3 separate regions of the Sus scrofa genome follow, and all the other regions are linked to region 1. A link is a contact called in public promoter capture Hi-C data. All regions are on one chromosome and are shown on one strand. The core of a region is the stretch at or near the end of the contact, and the rest is flanking DNA. Distances in the headings are between cores, read along the strand shown. Region 1 holds the start of EFCAB14 (EF-hand calcium-binding domain-containing protein 14). Region 2 has its middle 45 kb from the start of DMBX1. Region 3 overlaps DMBX1 (diencephalon/mesencephalon homeobox protein 1).

Region 1 (4,697 bases), core at 1,621-4,120:
TCCCGTCGTGGCGCAGTGGTTAACGAATCCGACTAGGAACCATGAGGTTGCAAGTTCGGTCCCTGCCCTTGCTCAGTGGGTTAACGATCCGGCGTTGCCGTGAGCTGTGGTGTAGGTTGCAGACGCGGCTCGGATCCCACGTTGCTGTGGCTCTGGCGTAGGCCAGTGGCTACAGCTCCAATTCAACCCCTAGCCTGGGAACCTCCATATGCCGCGGGAGCGGCCCAAGAAATAGCAACAACAACAACAACAACAAAAAGACAAAAGACAAAAAAAAAAAAAAAAAAAAAAAAAAAAAAAAAAAAAAACACTTTCGCAAGCATCTTCTCATTTGTCTGTCCTGAGAAATAGATGTTAATCCTCATTTTGCAGAGGGGAAAACTGAAACGCGGAGAATTTGAATGGCTTCCACGCTGACAGAGCTAGTCAATGTTCAAGGCATGATTTCATCCGAGTTCTCTTGATTCCAAAACTCCACTCATACCTCTGTATAACTCGGCACCACATATATCACATATATATCAGATCATCTACCTGCAGCTCTAGACACACAAAGATAAATAAGAGAGAGGTCCAGACTTTGGATAGGTATCCCTAGACAAAGATTCATATGCCACAATACGAATGTGACTATAATAATTACTCTACATGACTTTTTTCCAAGTAGTTCAAAGCACTTTCCTTTAAATGCCATCTGCATCTGATGACTCTCAGATTTATATTTCAGGCCCCAACCTCTACCCAGAACTCCAGATAGATGTATCAAACAGTCCATTTGAATAATGAATTGGGAGTTCCCGTCATGGCTCAGTGGTTAACGAATCCGACTAGGAACCATGAGGTTGCAGGTTCGATCCCTGACCTCGATGCTCACTGGGTTAAGGATCCGGCGATGCCATGAGCTGTGGTGTAGGTCGAAGATGTGACTCAGATCTGGTGTTGCTGTGGCTGTGGTGTAGACCGGCAGCTACAGCTCCGATTAGACCCCTAGCCTGGGAAGCTCCATATGCCGCAGGTGCGGCCCTAGAAAAGACAAAAAGGAAAAAAAAAAAAAAAGGAATATTGAATTGGCTTCTCAAGCTTGCCCCAGATCTGCTCTCCTTCATCTCAGGAAACAGCAATGCCTTTCCTCCAGTGGTTCTGCTGGTGGTTCCACCCTAAGATCCTTCTCTTTTTTTGCAGTAAATATTGTTAGCTCTTTTTTTTTTTTTTTTTTTCATGGATGCACCTGTGGCATATGGAAGTTCCCAGGCCAGGGACTGACTCAGGGCTGGAAATGCCACTTATACCACAGCTGCAGCAATGCCACATCCTTAAGCCATTGTGCTGAGCCAGAGATCAAACTCATACCTTCACAGCGACCCGGTCACTGTTGTTGGATTCTTAACCCACTGCACCACAGTGGGAAATCCAATTAGCTCTGTCTTCAAGAAGCTTTCAGAATGCTCACCATCTCCACTACTGCCAGCATCTTTATCCTTCCCTCACTCTCCTCCAATTCTCTTTCCCACACAGTAGCTAGAGTGATCATTTTAAAATCTAAGCCAGGGCTCCCTTTAGCAGCACATATACAAACATTGGAACAACACCGAGAAGATTTGCATGTCCCCTGCGTAGGGATGACATGCAAATTCGTGAGGCATTCCATATTTGTTCTGCAGAACAGAAACAGATTCACAAACTTTGACAACAAACTTATGGTTACCAAAGGGACGGGTGGGGAGAAGGACTGTCCTGGGGGTTCGGGATTGGCATATCCCACACAGCAGCATATGGAATAATTGGCCAACGGGGACCTGCTGTATAGCCCGGGGAACTCTACCCAATACTCTGTGATAATCTATATGGGAAAAGAATCTGAAAAAGTACGGATGTGTGTATATGTATAACTGAATCACTTTATTATACAGCAGAGATTATCAACATTGTAAATCAACCATACTTCAAAAAAACTTTGAAAAATTGAATAAATAAGTAAATAAATAAATACATACATAAATGCTAAACCAGAGCTTAAAGCACCAGTGGTTTCCCAAAGTTCTCACAGTGGTCCATAAGGCCCTGCATGATCGGGCCCCTGATGCTTATCCGACCTCATTTCCCATCCTGCTCCTCTTGCCCTTCAGGTCCAGCCACACCAGGTCTTCCAGGTCACTTTTTCCTCCTGGCCATTGCACAACTCACTCCCTCGCAGCCTCTCAGTCTCAAACCAAAGGTCCTCTTATCACAGAGGCACTCCCTGTCCCCTTATCATATTTCAATTTCCCCCATAATATTTATCACCTCCTGACATTTAATATGTCGCTGCTCTCCCCCCACTGCAGTGTAAACTGTAGGATTAGGGTTGGCACTTTACTGGATGTCTGGTATTTTTATTTGCTAAATCTGGCAACCCTAAGCAAGTGGTTATTTTGTTCATTGCTGTATCCTCAGCAGTAGAATTGCTCCTGACACGTGGTAAACTCTCAATAAATATTTACGCAATGAATGAATGGACGTGTTCAACCGGGTCATTAATCTGTAACATGCCTAAACCTTTAATAAACAACATGCGAGCCAGAGGGTTGGGACGTCTAAGCTGGGTTAGCCCAGTTCACAGCTGGCGGTCGGAGAGGCCGATGAACTTCCTAAGCAGGTGGAGCAGCTGGGAGCTTCGCCTGAACCGCCCCTGCGCCTCCTGCAACCGAACACTCCCGAAGTACAGTGAGCGATAAATCCCCGAGGGCTTTTCTGCGGGTAGGACCTCCCCAACTAGCAGGCGGGACCTACCCGCGCAGGAGCCTGGGCCCTTTAACGCCCCGCCTCCCCATCGCCCCTCGCGCGCCCGGTGTTACGTCACCGAACCTGCGGCCAATGGGAGCGCGCCTTACTGGCAGGCGGTGCTGGCACCGCTGCCAAAGGGGAAGTGAGCTGGGGTTGGAGCGATGGCCCGGGTCTGGACCCCGCGGCCGCCGCCTCCGCCGCCGCCGCCTCCGCCGCCGCCACCAGCGAGTCAGGAGCAGCTGCGTCCGGAGCCGAAGCGGGGACCGGAGTCGCGGCTGCAGTGGAGGCGGCGCGTTTGAGTTGCCGAAAGTCGCCGGTGCCGGAATACCTCAAACTCGGCGGGAGCGCTTCAGGTGGGCTGAGCCGCTGACGCCCCTCTTGACCTGCCCCCAGGCCCAGACACCAGGGCTGGGGTCTCCTCAGGCGCGGGACTGGTTCCTCTGAGGCTGAGCCCTGCAAACAAGAGCTCTGGATCTTCCTCGGCCTCCGGCTCCCTTCAAGCTCAGGACGGAGGCCGGAGATCGGTGATCTCTCAGCCCCGAGCGTTTCCTGTGTCCGGGTTGCAGTGGCTGGGAGCCCCCTCCTGCTGCCAGCCAGGAAGGGACCAGTGCGACCCCACTGTCTCGCTCTGCACCTCCTCCTCTTCTCCCATTCAAAAGCAAGTTTCTTTCCCTTTCCACTGGAAATCTTGCCCCGGAAGACCAGAACACCCGTCCGCGTGTCCTTCCCCAGCTCCTGAAGCACCCTTATTAGTATTATCTACTGACCAGGGCTGAGAATCTCTCGTTCTTGACTTTTTATCCCCCTTGGGAGACAAAGGTTACCTCTCCTAAACACCCTCAACTAATTGACACTCCATGCCCAGGGCTTTATCCATTTTGATCACCAGCCCCCAGGACGTCTTTACGTGACTTCCCCCAGCCATCCATCTGAGTTCCAGTTTCCTCTGGGCTCCAGTCTCTAGTCCCCAGCGGATCTGGTCAGTCCCACCCCTGGGTGGGAGTGACCAGAGGGGCTCTGGCCCAGAATTCCCCACCCTGGAAGGCAGCTCCAAGGCATCGAGAGAATTGGGCATCGGGTACGAACCTGGCAGCTCAGGAGTGGGTGCCCCACTCACCCCACACAAGAAGATGAAAAAGCGCAAAGAGCTCAATGCATTGATCGGCTTGGCTGGGGATAGCCGGAGAAAGAAGCCCAAGAAAGGCTCAGGCCACCGCCTGCTTCGCACCGAGCCTCCCGACTCAGACTCTGAGTCCAGCTCAGAGGAGGAAGAGGAGTTTGGTGTAGCTGGAAATCGCTCTCGCTTTGTCAAGTGAGTAATGCAGTGCACAGAGGTGGAATGGGGAAAAGGTATCTCCCAACACGACCAAGGGGGCAAATTAAAGGGAGGGAGAAGGAAGTTCTTAAGAAAAATTTTTAAAAAGCACGTAGACCTTGGAAGGCACAGAGGCAGAAAAGCTATTAGGGAGAAGGTGAGTTCAGGTTCTGGATGAAGGATAAGTTAGAGATCTGTCTCTGAGTGTACAAAAGAGAGCTCTGAATCTAGGGTAGACAGTGGACTTGGGGAATGAGCCAAGAGCCCAGAGAGACCAAAGTGGGAGTAGCAAAGAAGCCAAGAATAGGGACAGAGACCAGAGGAACTTGGGGGACCAGGCCTTCTGCTTAAGCGTAGGAGAGACGGGGGTCTTAGGACTGCAGATTATTTTTTGCACTCTTGACGGGTCTGAATCTCGGTGATGGGGGAATATGGTGAAGGACATCCTGTGGAAAGTGTGAGCCTTGAGGGTAGTGGAGGGTGGGGGACAAAAAAAAGAGGCAGCTTTTTCTCAGACCACTTTTAGCTGTGCAGCCACTAGACAGATCCCGTAGTGAGAACAAGGATGTGGGTTTGGGGAGTTAGGGTAGGAAGGGCTGAAGGGCTGAAGGGCCTCTTC
Region 2 (4,697 bases), core at 1,461-3,960, 250 kb after region 1:
AAAGGTTTGGGGTCACAAGGAGGGCTGGAGCCGTGTTGAGAACAAGGCAGAGATGGTTTGGGGGGACACCAGTGGACCAAAACTTTGGAGGACAGAGGGAGTGCAGTGGTCTTCCGCCTGCTGCCGTGGCCGGGGCCCACGGACGTCTGGTGGGCCAGGCGGGTTTGAGCAGCCCGTGGATGGAAAGAAGGCCCCCCAGCACTGCCGGCTCCTCAGTCGCTAAGCAGGATTAGCCTCCTCTTCCTCAGGAGGAGGGGCCCTGCTTCTGCCTCAGCCACCAGCTCTGGCCCTAATCCCCCTCGCTTTCTAATCCACCCACGACTTTCTTAGGCATTAATGTTGAGCTCTCGGCTCCCTAAGCACCACCCTGAAGATGGGAGCCAGGCTCTGAAGGGAATTAGGCCAGCCTCAGAGGACCGCTCTGCAGACAATGGGAGGGAGGCCGAGAACTCCCCCCCACCGCCCCTCCTCGGCTGCAGCCTGCCCCCCCTCCCCAGACAGGGCCCAGGGTCTCATAGGGTCTCATCCAGCTAGAGCCAGGTGAGGAGGGGGTGCACAGAGGGGCTGAAGAGAGGGGGGATCCCCTGGGGTAGGTGTGGAGTCCAGAGGTGGTGCGGACAAGGACACGAGGGTAACTCAGGCTGGCAAAGGCAGAGACAGGAAAGTTCGGGACCCTGCGCACTGGGAGAGACGGCAAGGCGGGACGGAGGCCGGACTGCATAGGGCCTGAGTTCCTCCAGCTGAGGAATTTGGACTTTACCTTGGGAAGAGGAAGGAGTCGCGGTGGGGCAGTGGCAGTATTCAGAGCAACCGCTTTGGTGCCTGTGAAGGGAGGGGGGCAGAGATTGGGGGTGAGAAGGCCTTGCCATGCCAGCGACAGGCTGTGAGACCCAAAGAGGACACCTGTCCAAGGTCACCCAGCACCAGCTCCGGGTGCGGCGTCACAGCACAGCGCCCCATGTGGTGGCAGGAGCAGGTGCAGACCCAGCCAGGTTCAGGGGTTCCCTGTGCCCCTTGAAGGAAGGGGAGAGGTGCCCTGGGGCGGCGAGATGGAGCGACAGCCCACTGACTATCAGCTGCTGCCCTACCAGCCCTCTTTTTTTTTTTTTTTTTTTTGTCTTTTTAAGGCTGCACCTGCACCCACAGCACATGGAGGTTCCCAAGCTAGGGGTCAAATCAAAGCTGTAGCCGCTGCCCTACCGGTTCTGCGACCTACACCACAGCTCACGGCAATGCCAGATCCTTAATCCACCAATCGAGGTCAAGGATCGAACCTGCATCCTCATGGTTGTAAGCCAGATTCGTTTCTGCTGAGCCATGGTGGGAACTCCCTTACCAGCCCTCTTAATTGTACGTTATTCCAACTCTTTGAAACAGGTAGCAGTGGCCTGGCTGCAGCAGGGGACAGAAACAATGGCCTGGTGAGCAGGCCACTTGCCCCAGGGCCCCTCCCTCTGGGGTTGGGAGACCTGTCAACCCCACTCCAGGCTTGTGAAAGTGACCACACACAGGCCTCTCTCCTCTGAGAGGGGCCCAGGTAGGGAGCAGAGAGGAGGGGGTGCACGTCCAAGGAGACCAAGGTCCTGGAAGCCAGGAGGGGGTGCCCATGTCTGCCCATGAGCGGCTTCCTGGGAAAACCCAGCTTCTTTCTCTCCCCTTCCTACCCACCCTCCCCACCCCATCCCAGGCTAAATTGTCTGCAGGTATTTCTTGGGTGATTATTCGTATTCATTAAACCAAGGGCTTACTAAAATTCTCCTTACTGTATTTCTTGAGGTGGAAGGCTGTGGTTTGCCCATTTTTTTACAGATGAGAAAAATGAGGCCCAAGGGGAAATCACTTTTCCTACCCCCTCACAGCCAGCGACAGCGCAGAAACCAGGGAAGCAGAGAAGGTAGGACGACCACCCAGGAAGCCAAAGCAGTGCAATGGTTACAAGTATGACCATTGGAGCCTGATGGATCGGGTTCAAATCCAAGCTCTGCCCGCCGATTTCTAACAGGGTTCCAAGTTTCTCATTTGTAAATAAGTTAATAATGCCAATTCACAAGCCCCCTCTAGCAACGGCTGTGTAGGAGAATAGACATACGGTGTCCCAGTGGGAACCCCAGTGGGGTGATGGGGGGGCACACAGTTGCTGTTGTCACTACCCAAGGCCACTGAGTGGCCAGGCAGAGGGACAAAGGCGGGTTCCCAACTCAGTCTGCTTCCAAAGCTCTCAAATGCACCTGCCCAAAGGTGACAGCAGGCAGCTGGGGTCCCCGGACCCCTTGAGGGGGGTGGGCAGGAGGGCCAGCGAGTCAGGATATCGAGCGGGTGGTGGGATGTTTCAAGGCTGGAAGCTTCATCACAGCAAGTTCGTGAGGCCATCCCAGCTGGCCCCTCTCATTGGGCCCTGCTAATGAGCTTCCACTGGATTATCCGTTCCCACCTCCACTCGTTTACTCTGTCAAATCGAGTTTGCATTTTAAATGGGAATTTGACAAGACGGGCAATTTGTCTGCTGACGAGGTTAATGGGTGTTAGCCCTGCGGACAGAGGAGGGAACCCCTGCCCCAGCACAGCCTGGCCTCTGCCCAGATCAATGACCCCGACTGCGGCTCCTCCCTCCACGGCAGCCACTCTGGGCCTCCCGGTGTCCAGAGGCTGTCCCTGTATCTGGCTCACCACCTCCAGGCAGTCTGCCCAAAAGCACCCAGCCCTGGGTCACGGTCTGCTGTTCAGGCTGGGTGACATCCTGTCTGCCTGGACTCAGACAGAGCTCCTGAGGGCTGGGCCATGTCACCCCTCTCAGACTAGGGACCTCCCCTCTCAGACCCAGGTTCCCAGGGCAGGGCCAGCTTTTCCCTCAGCCTTGGGCTTCCAAGAGTTGGGCAGTGCCCCCTCCCTCCTGCTTCCCTCTCCCCTCCCTCCTCCATATGGGACTTGAAATGGAGCCAGGAGGACTGGCATTGCCACATGCTAAGTTTCAGTGTAGGATATGGCTGGAATGGTTGCAAAACCATCACCTAAACCAAGCCCCAAGGTTGGGGCTCACAGGGGAGCTGGAGAACCCTTCTGAGCCTCCCTGAAGGGGTCTGGCTTCCTCAAGCTCCCTCCTCCAAGGCTGAGCAAGAACCCAGGTGTCTGGGGCCGGAGCTGGAGCCGAGGCGTGGCACCGGGCCAGGGTGGGCTCGGCCTGTGGAGGAAGATGCTTCCGCTTCCCCTCCTCCGAGGCCCAGCGCCCTTCCCCGCCCCGGCTAATGTGCCACAATTACCTCCTAAGTGCCCAAACAAATGTGGCTGCTGGGGAAAGTGACACGGGCTCCAGGTGATGGATTCGTGCCATCGGGGAGCCGGGCAGAGCGGGCCCCGAGCGGGGGGGCAACACTAATATTGTATCAGCGTCGGCGCCGGCGCCACGAGCCGGTGATGAATATGTGTCACTTTACACGGCGCACACTCGGGGGCCTGGCTGCGCAGGCATGGAAAATAGAGTGTCTGGGATTAATGATATTGAAAATGATAGAGAGCAGATTGGAAATGGCTTCGCCCGCCCGACCCGCGGAGATGGAAACGTACCTCACAGCTATCTGCCTGGCCCGGGCCCCCACCTGCCCCCCCCACCCTCCCCCAGCCGCAGAGGCCCACGCCCGATGAGGGCCCCGCGTCTCTTTTCCGCCAGCAGCATCTTGAGACGGCAGGTGTCGGGGGTGCACCTGTGTGCAGAGACGACAGGGGGGCAGCAGTGAAATCTCAGCCCCTGACTGACCTTTGTCCTTGGTCCCAGATGAGCCTGACCCCCGGCACCCAGTGAACCTTGACCTTGGCGCCAGACCAAGCCCTGACCCTAGTGCCAGCTGAGCCCTGCCTCTGGCCCCTGATTGAGTCTGCAGGAGCCTGAGCCTCTCACAAGACCAGGAGGGCTGGGGCGATGGAGCAGGGGAGGTGCAGGGATGGGGCAGCGTAGTGCGCCCCCTGCTGGAGGGCAGCTCAGAGCCCCGTTAGTCACTCCCTAGCAAGAACTCCTGAGTCCAGGAGCAAGGGAGCATGTGTCTTGTCCACTGATGTCTTTTTTTTTTTTTGTCTTTTCGCCTTTTCTTGAGCTGTTCCCACAGCATATGGAGGTTCCCAGGCTAGGGGTCTAATCAGAGCTGTAGCCCCCAGCCTACACCAGAGCCACAGCAACTCGGGATCTGAGCCACCTCTGTGACCCACACCACAGCTCACGGCAACGCTGGATCCTTAACCCACTGAGCAAGGGCAGGGATCGAACCCGCAACCTCATGATTCCCAGTCAGATTCATTAACCACTGCGCCCGATGGGAACTCCATCATTTTTAGTGTTTAATTCGGTTGTTTGTTATGACTGTGTCTGCACACTTAAGTCCGTACTTGTAGGGGTGTGTGTGTGTGCGTCTGTGTGTGTATCCGTTCGCAAATATACCTGTGAGGTTGTGACTGGCATGGGTAGGAATGTGGGTGCTGGGCTCGTCCCCCTGTGCACCCTGGCGTGCACAGGTATCTGTGGGACTCCGTGTATGATGTGAGCGCGCCTTGCCTTAGGCCACTCCGTGCACGGGTATGGATGCACCTGTGGTCAGTGTGCGTGGATGTCTGTGTGTGTCTGTGTGTCTGTAAGGCTGTGTATGCTGACCCACGGATGGAAGGACTCCAGTATGTGGCCTGGTCCTAACCACGGGCTCAATTCCCAACAT
Region 3 (4,697 bases), core at 782-3,281, 190 kb after region 1:
GGTTCACCCCTTACGAGCTGTGTGGTCATGGGCAAGTTCCTTAACCTCTCTGTGCGTCCGTTTTCTTATCTGTTACATGGGGATAATAGTGCCTACTACACAGGATCTTGTGAGGATGAGTGACTTCATATGTGTGAGGTGCCAGGCACAGAGCAAGTGCCATGTACGTCCTTATTAATGAAGTCTAAGCAGCGCAGACAGATCCTTCTCTTGCTCCCAACACCTTCCCTTGAGTAAGTAGAAGGCGCCTCAAAAGAGCAGCCTGAGCTCGGCTCCCTCCCCTCGCCAGCCCGAGGGTTGCCGTTCACCACGTGGTCAAGTCCCAGACTCAGAGCACCTTGACTCTTCCCAAGCCCACAATCAGCACTCACTAGTCTGACCCCCTCTCTCGCCCCTCGTCCCCCAGCCCCCTGTGGATGCCACCCTCCTCCCAGCAGGACGTGGCATAGGGCCTCCTCCCTGAGCTCCCTGCCACCTCATGAACCACCATGCCGTAAAGGCATTTGGGGGGGGAGCGGATTTACTAAAATGCAAGTCTGATCACGCCACGCCCCCACTGGGAATAGCTCCCCATGCCCCCCACGGCCCTTGGGCTTGAGTCCAAGCTCCCAGCCTCCCTTTCCCTCCTCGCGCCTGACACTACCCCCCAGGGTTCCAAGCTCCAGGGCTTTGTGCCCCAGGGCTCGCCAGCAGCTGTGTGTGCGCTGTGTCTCCCAGGACGCTCTTCTCTCGCACCCTCCTGGGGAACACGGGACCTCTGGGACTCAGCTCAGATATCTCTCGCCCAAGGGGCCTTCCTTCAGCACATGGCCAGGCATACAGCAGGTGCTCAGCACGTGCTGAGTGGATGACTGATTCGAATGGCAGGGTCCGCGGGGTGCCCTCCCTGCCAGCGAAGGTGTGTCCCTGGGGCTGAGGTATGTAGGGCCAGGGGGTGACGGGTGACGGCTCTGGTCTGGGAGGGGCAGAAGGAGATTTGCGTCAGACATTTGATCTGCCAGCCCCTCCCGGGGAGGCGGGAAGGCCAGGCGAAGGGGGTGCTCCCCGCCCTAATCCTCAGCCCACTGGGGAGAAAGGAATGCACCTCCTAGGTCCAGCAGCGACCTGAGAAATGAGAAGGTCAGGGCCCAGGGGTCCCCGTGGCCTGAGGCACCTGCACAGGTAGCTCCCTGCACGCCATTCAGCCTGCTGGGGTTCTACCAGGGAGCCCCCAGACGGGTCTCTAACCCCCAGACCCCAAACTCAAGCTTGTACCACCCCTTCTGGCTCAGGGGCCCTGTGCAGACGCTCTAGAACCCCAGGCAAGGGCCATAGAGGCTGAGTAGGAGGGATCGCTGGGCACCTTTTTCTTGCAAAGAGTCCCTTCACAAATCTCCACTCCAGCCAGCCACATGGCAGGGTCCCTCTTCCTCCTCTGCTTGCTTACCTCCCAGGACAAAGCGCTCCCTCCCTCCACAGGCTGCCCATCCCACTGGAGAACAGCTCTGGCCTTGGATCCAATGTGCCTTTCTGTCATTCCCACAGAACCCGCTGCCCCCTCCATCCTACAGACCCACCCCCCAGGCTACCCCACACACCCCCAGCTGGTGCTGGCTCCAGGCTGCCCTGCCCTGCGGCTTGGGTGAGGACCAAGCGGCCAGCAGAAGCGGGAGTCCTTCCCCGCCTGGGTCCCTCTGCTCCCTCTGCTCCCTGTGACTGTCCCAGAGCTGTTAGGGCCCTGGGGGTGGGGGGTGGCCAATCCAAGGCAGGCCTGCCACCTCCCCCACTGGCCACAGCGCTGCCCTGGCTGCGGGCAGACCTTGAGACCCACGGCTCCCGCTCAGCCCACTCAGCCCACCAGGGGCGCCTCTGGGAATAAAGCTGGATCGAGGGCTATGCTGCGGATTCTCTTTTATTAGCCAAGTAGGACAAAGAACAGGTCACAGCGTCACAGGAAGTCAGACAGACAGACAGACAGACAGAGGGACACACACGACAGAGTGTCATGCTGCACCACGCAGGGGGAGGAGCAGGGGCGGGGGCATCTGAGTCGTGTTTTTTATCAACTAACAGAATAAATAAATACGGTACACAGTGGTTTTGCCATGGGCTGGCACGACCTCTAAGCACAAAAGGTCACAAAACAGCTGGTTTGGAAAGCAATCTGTACAGCCCGCCGCTGCGGAGTCGGGGTGGGGGGCCCAGGCCCCTGGACCATGCTCTGAGGAGGTGAGGACGCGGGGAAACGGAGGCCTCAGACACGGGGAGAGGAGCCGAATGAGGCCTTCCTGGAAGGGACTGTTCAAAGCCTTGGGCTCTCAGCTGGGAGGTGGCCGAGCCGACCTGGGAGAGGCCGCAGCCTCAGTCTCAGGTGCGGCGGGCCCCCCCACCCCAAGCTCATGGGAGACACAGGGCCTGGCTTACACGTACACTCCCCTCTCTCTCTCTGGCTGCTTTCGGTCCCTGAGACCGGTCCCCTAAACTAGGTCGAGGTTTGTCCCGGGGAAGGAGTAGTCGTCCAGTGCCCTGGCCTCCTCCGGGCTGGGAGATTGGAGCGAATGTTACAAAGCTCGGAGGGAACTGGGCTGAGAGCTGGAGAAGGGCCTGGCTTCACCACGACAGCACAGGACTTCGGGGCCGACTTGCTCCTGGCGAAGTCAGGGGAGGCTTCCTGGAGGAAGTGGTGAGGTCTAGAGCTGTTGGATTCCAAAGCCCAGTGACGGTCGTTTGCCTCCAGAGACAAGCAAAACGCTTTGGCAAAACCATGCCTGGGCTACATGAGATTATTTGCACTTCCTAAACAGACCTTCCTGGCACTGACCCCAGACGATAAACCAGAAACCCCCTCTGTCTTCTAGAGTCTCTGCCACCCCGCTGTGCCCCTGCCCAAGTCTCTCCCGTGATCTCCTGTGGCTCTTTGCTTTACCTTCCAGATTCCAGATACTCGATACTGGTTCAGCTGATCCCCCGCTTCAGAAGACCTCATCTGCCTGCCTTGGTCACGGCCACATCGAGGTGAGGTCTTTCTCCTGGGTTTCACCCTCAGCCCCACCTCTCACGAAGTTAGCCACACTTCCCCATCGCCCATGCAGTCTAAAGCATTGCTTTGTTCAAACAGCTTTCCTGGCCCAAGCTACCATGCCCTTCACTTTTTTTTTTTCCCATTCCAAGCCTTCTCCGTCTGCCGCAGCCCGGACAGCCTCCCCTAGGATCAAGGGCATCGCCTGCTCTGTCAACCAATCTTCCCGAGGCCCCGGTGGACCCACCCCTCTCTTCCCACTGGGAGAGGGGACAAGCCTTAGGGATCTTTACCCTGGTTTTCAGATGCAACTTCTCTAAGCAGGGGGGGGGGGCTTCAGTGGGGAGCCACAAAGCCCCGGGGATCATGACCCAGCATCTGCACAAGCCATTGTCCTCCCCTTGCCCTGAGCCCCTGAGCCCATGTGAAGGCTTGGAGAAGGGGTGACAGAGAGGCTGGACTAAAACTCAAGAGGAGCAGGATCCAGTGCAGATTGTCTCAACTCAAAGGGACCCCTTATACTTCTTGGAGAAACTGAGACCCAGAGAAGGTGGCCATGCTCACGGAGAGGCTTGTGCTTGCGACACCCGTGGCTCCGCAGCAAAGCGACTGTCCTTTTCTAGTCTCTACATTGTGCTTTTGAGAGCCTTTCGGTGCTTGCTGTTAGTTTAACTAAAAGCTTCTGCCCTGCAAAGCTGTAGGCACAGAATGTCAGAGCCGGGCAGGATGTTACAGGCCACCTAATCCAGGTGGGGAAACAGCCCGAGAGAGGCCACAGGCTGACTCAAGGTCAAACGCCTGAGGTCCTTACAATTGCCTCTGGGCCAGCACACCCCCCTTCCCCGGGACAGAACTGAGACCCCCGCCTTCCCTGCCAGGTGGTTTGAGTTTCTGTGGTGAGGACCTAGAGTCCCACCTTCCCTCCCGGCTCAGCCCCACGCCAGCCCTGGACACTAGCTTTGGAACCTGGCGGCCCGGCGGCTATGGGACCGCTTTCCTCTGCAGATCCGTCTCGGAGGGCACCCCCTCCCCACTGCTGCCCTCCACCCAGGGATGTCTCACCAAAGAGGGGTCTAGAGCCCTGTGGCCAGGCCTGGATGAGCCTGGCAGCCCGCCTCCCTCCTGGAGGTCCTACAGCCAGGAGGTTGCCGTCCACTGCCCGCCCCAGTCTGACTCCTGCATCCGCCCCTCCTTCTCAGCGGGGGGACCGGGTGGGGGTGTTCAAAGCTGGAAAAGAGAGGTAAGAGAATACGTCCTTCTGGCCTCCAGGCCTGGGGGAGGGGGGGTGTGGGAACTAGCGCCCCCTCCTGCTTGCAGCTCCAGTGGCTACAGGGTCTCCAGGGAGGGAGGGCGAGGGTCCTCTCGCCTCCGTTGGGGATGCAAAGAGGCGCTCGAGGGGGCGCCAGCGGGGAGGCGACGGGCAGGCCGGGAAGAAGCGAAAGAGAGGAACAGGGCGAAGGACAATTACTAAAACCAAAAAGCTACAACCCCAAGGGAACATAGCCTGGGGACTGACGACACCGACACAGCCAGCACCGAAGAAAGAAAGCGGGAGCGGGGAGAAGGGACCTGGGGGCCGGGGGCGTGTCTAGGGTGGGGAAGACAGCGGCTGGGGAGACGGGGTGGCCCACGGGACAGAGGCAGGGAGAGGGAGTCGGGGAAGAAGGAAAGGGGAGAGAGAGACGGAGAGACGGGAAGG

What was found. Promoter capture Hi-C pulls out the DNA fragments that hold promoters and counts their contacts.
Region 2: a promoter capture Hi-C map of liver shows a contact between it and region 1, with 9 times the contacts expected there. The contact joins the enhancer-like site here to the promoter of EFCAB14 in region 1. A contact is called at or near these places in 4 of 5 promoter capture datasets (fetal skeletal muscle, liver and skeletal muscle) and 9 of 47 Hi-C or Micro-C datasets (brain, embryonic fibroblasts, epiblast stem cells and 5 more).
Region 3: a contact with region 1 is called in a promoter capture Hi-C map of liver, with 5 times the contacts expected there. The contact joins the enhancer-like site here to the promoter of EFCAB14 in region 1. A contact is called at or near these places in 1 of 5 promoter capture datasets (liver), 20 of 47 Hi-C or Micro-C datasets (alveolar macrophages, embryonic fibroblasts, epiblast stem cells and 11 more) and 2 of 2 datasets of contacts at active chromatin or transcription factors (alveolar macrophages and skeletal muscle).

What each region holds. Positions count from the first base shown.
Region 1 is chr6:164,775,102-164,779,798 of Sscrofa11.1, forward strand. EFCAB14 (EF-hand calcium-binding domain-containing protein 14) reads left to right here and starts at 2,871. Exons shown (of 10, transcript XM_013999428.2): 1 at 2,871-4,075. The coding sequence starts at 3,894.
Region 2 is chr6:165,021,586-165,026,282 of Sscrofa11.1, forward strand. No RefSeq gene overlaps it. Among named protein-coding and RNA genes, the nearest start is that of DMBX1, 45 kb to the left of the region's middle. Within about 2 kb of position 2,711, at least 3 of the 83 cell types and tissues checked have an H3K27ac peak or open chromatin away from gene starts, as enhancers often do. A contact at or near this core is called in liver, where this site is marked.
Region 3 is chr6:164,966,005-164,970,701 of Sscrofa11.1, forward strand. DMBX1 (diencephalon/mesencephalon homeobox protein 1) reads right to left here. Exons shown (of 5, transcript XM_021096716.1): 5 at 1,886-4,697. Among named protein-coding and RNA genes, the nearest start is that of DMBX1, 10 kb to the right of the region's middle. Within about 2 kb of position 2,032, at least 1 of the 83 cell types and tissues checked has an H3K27ac peak or open chromatin away from gene starts, as enhancers often do. A contact at or near this core is called in liver, where this site is marked.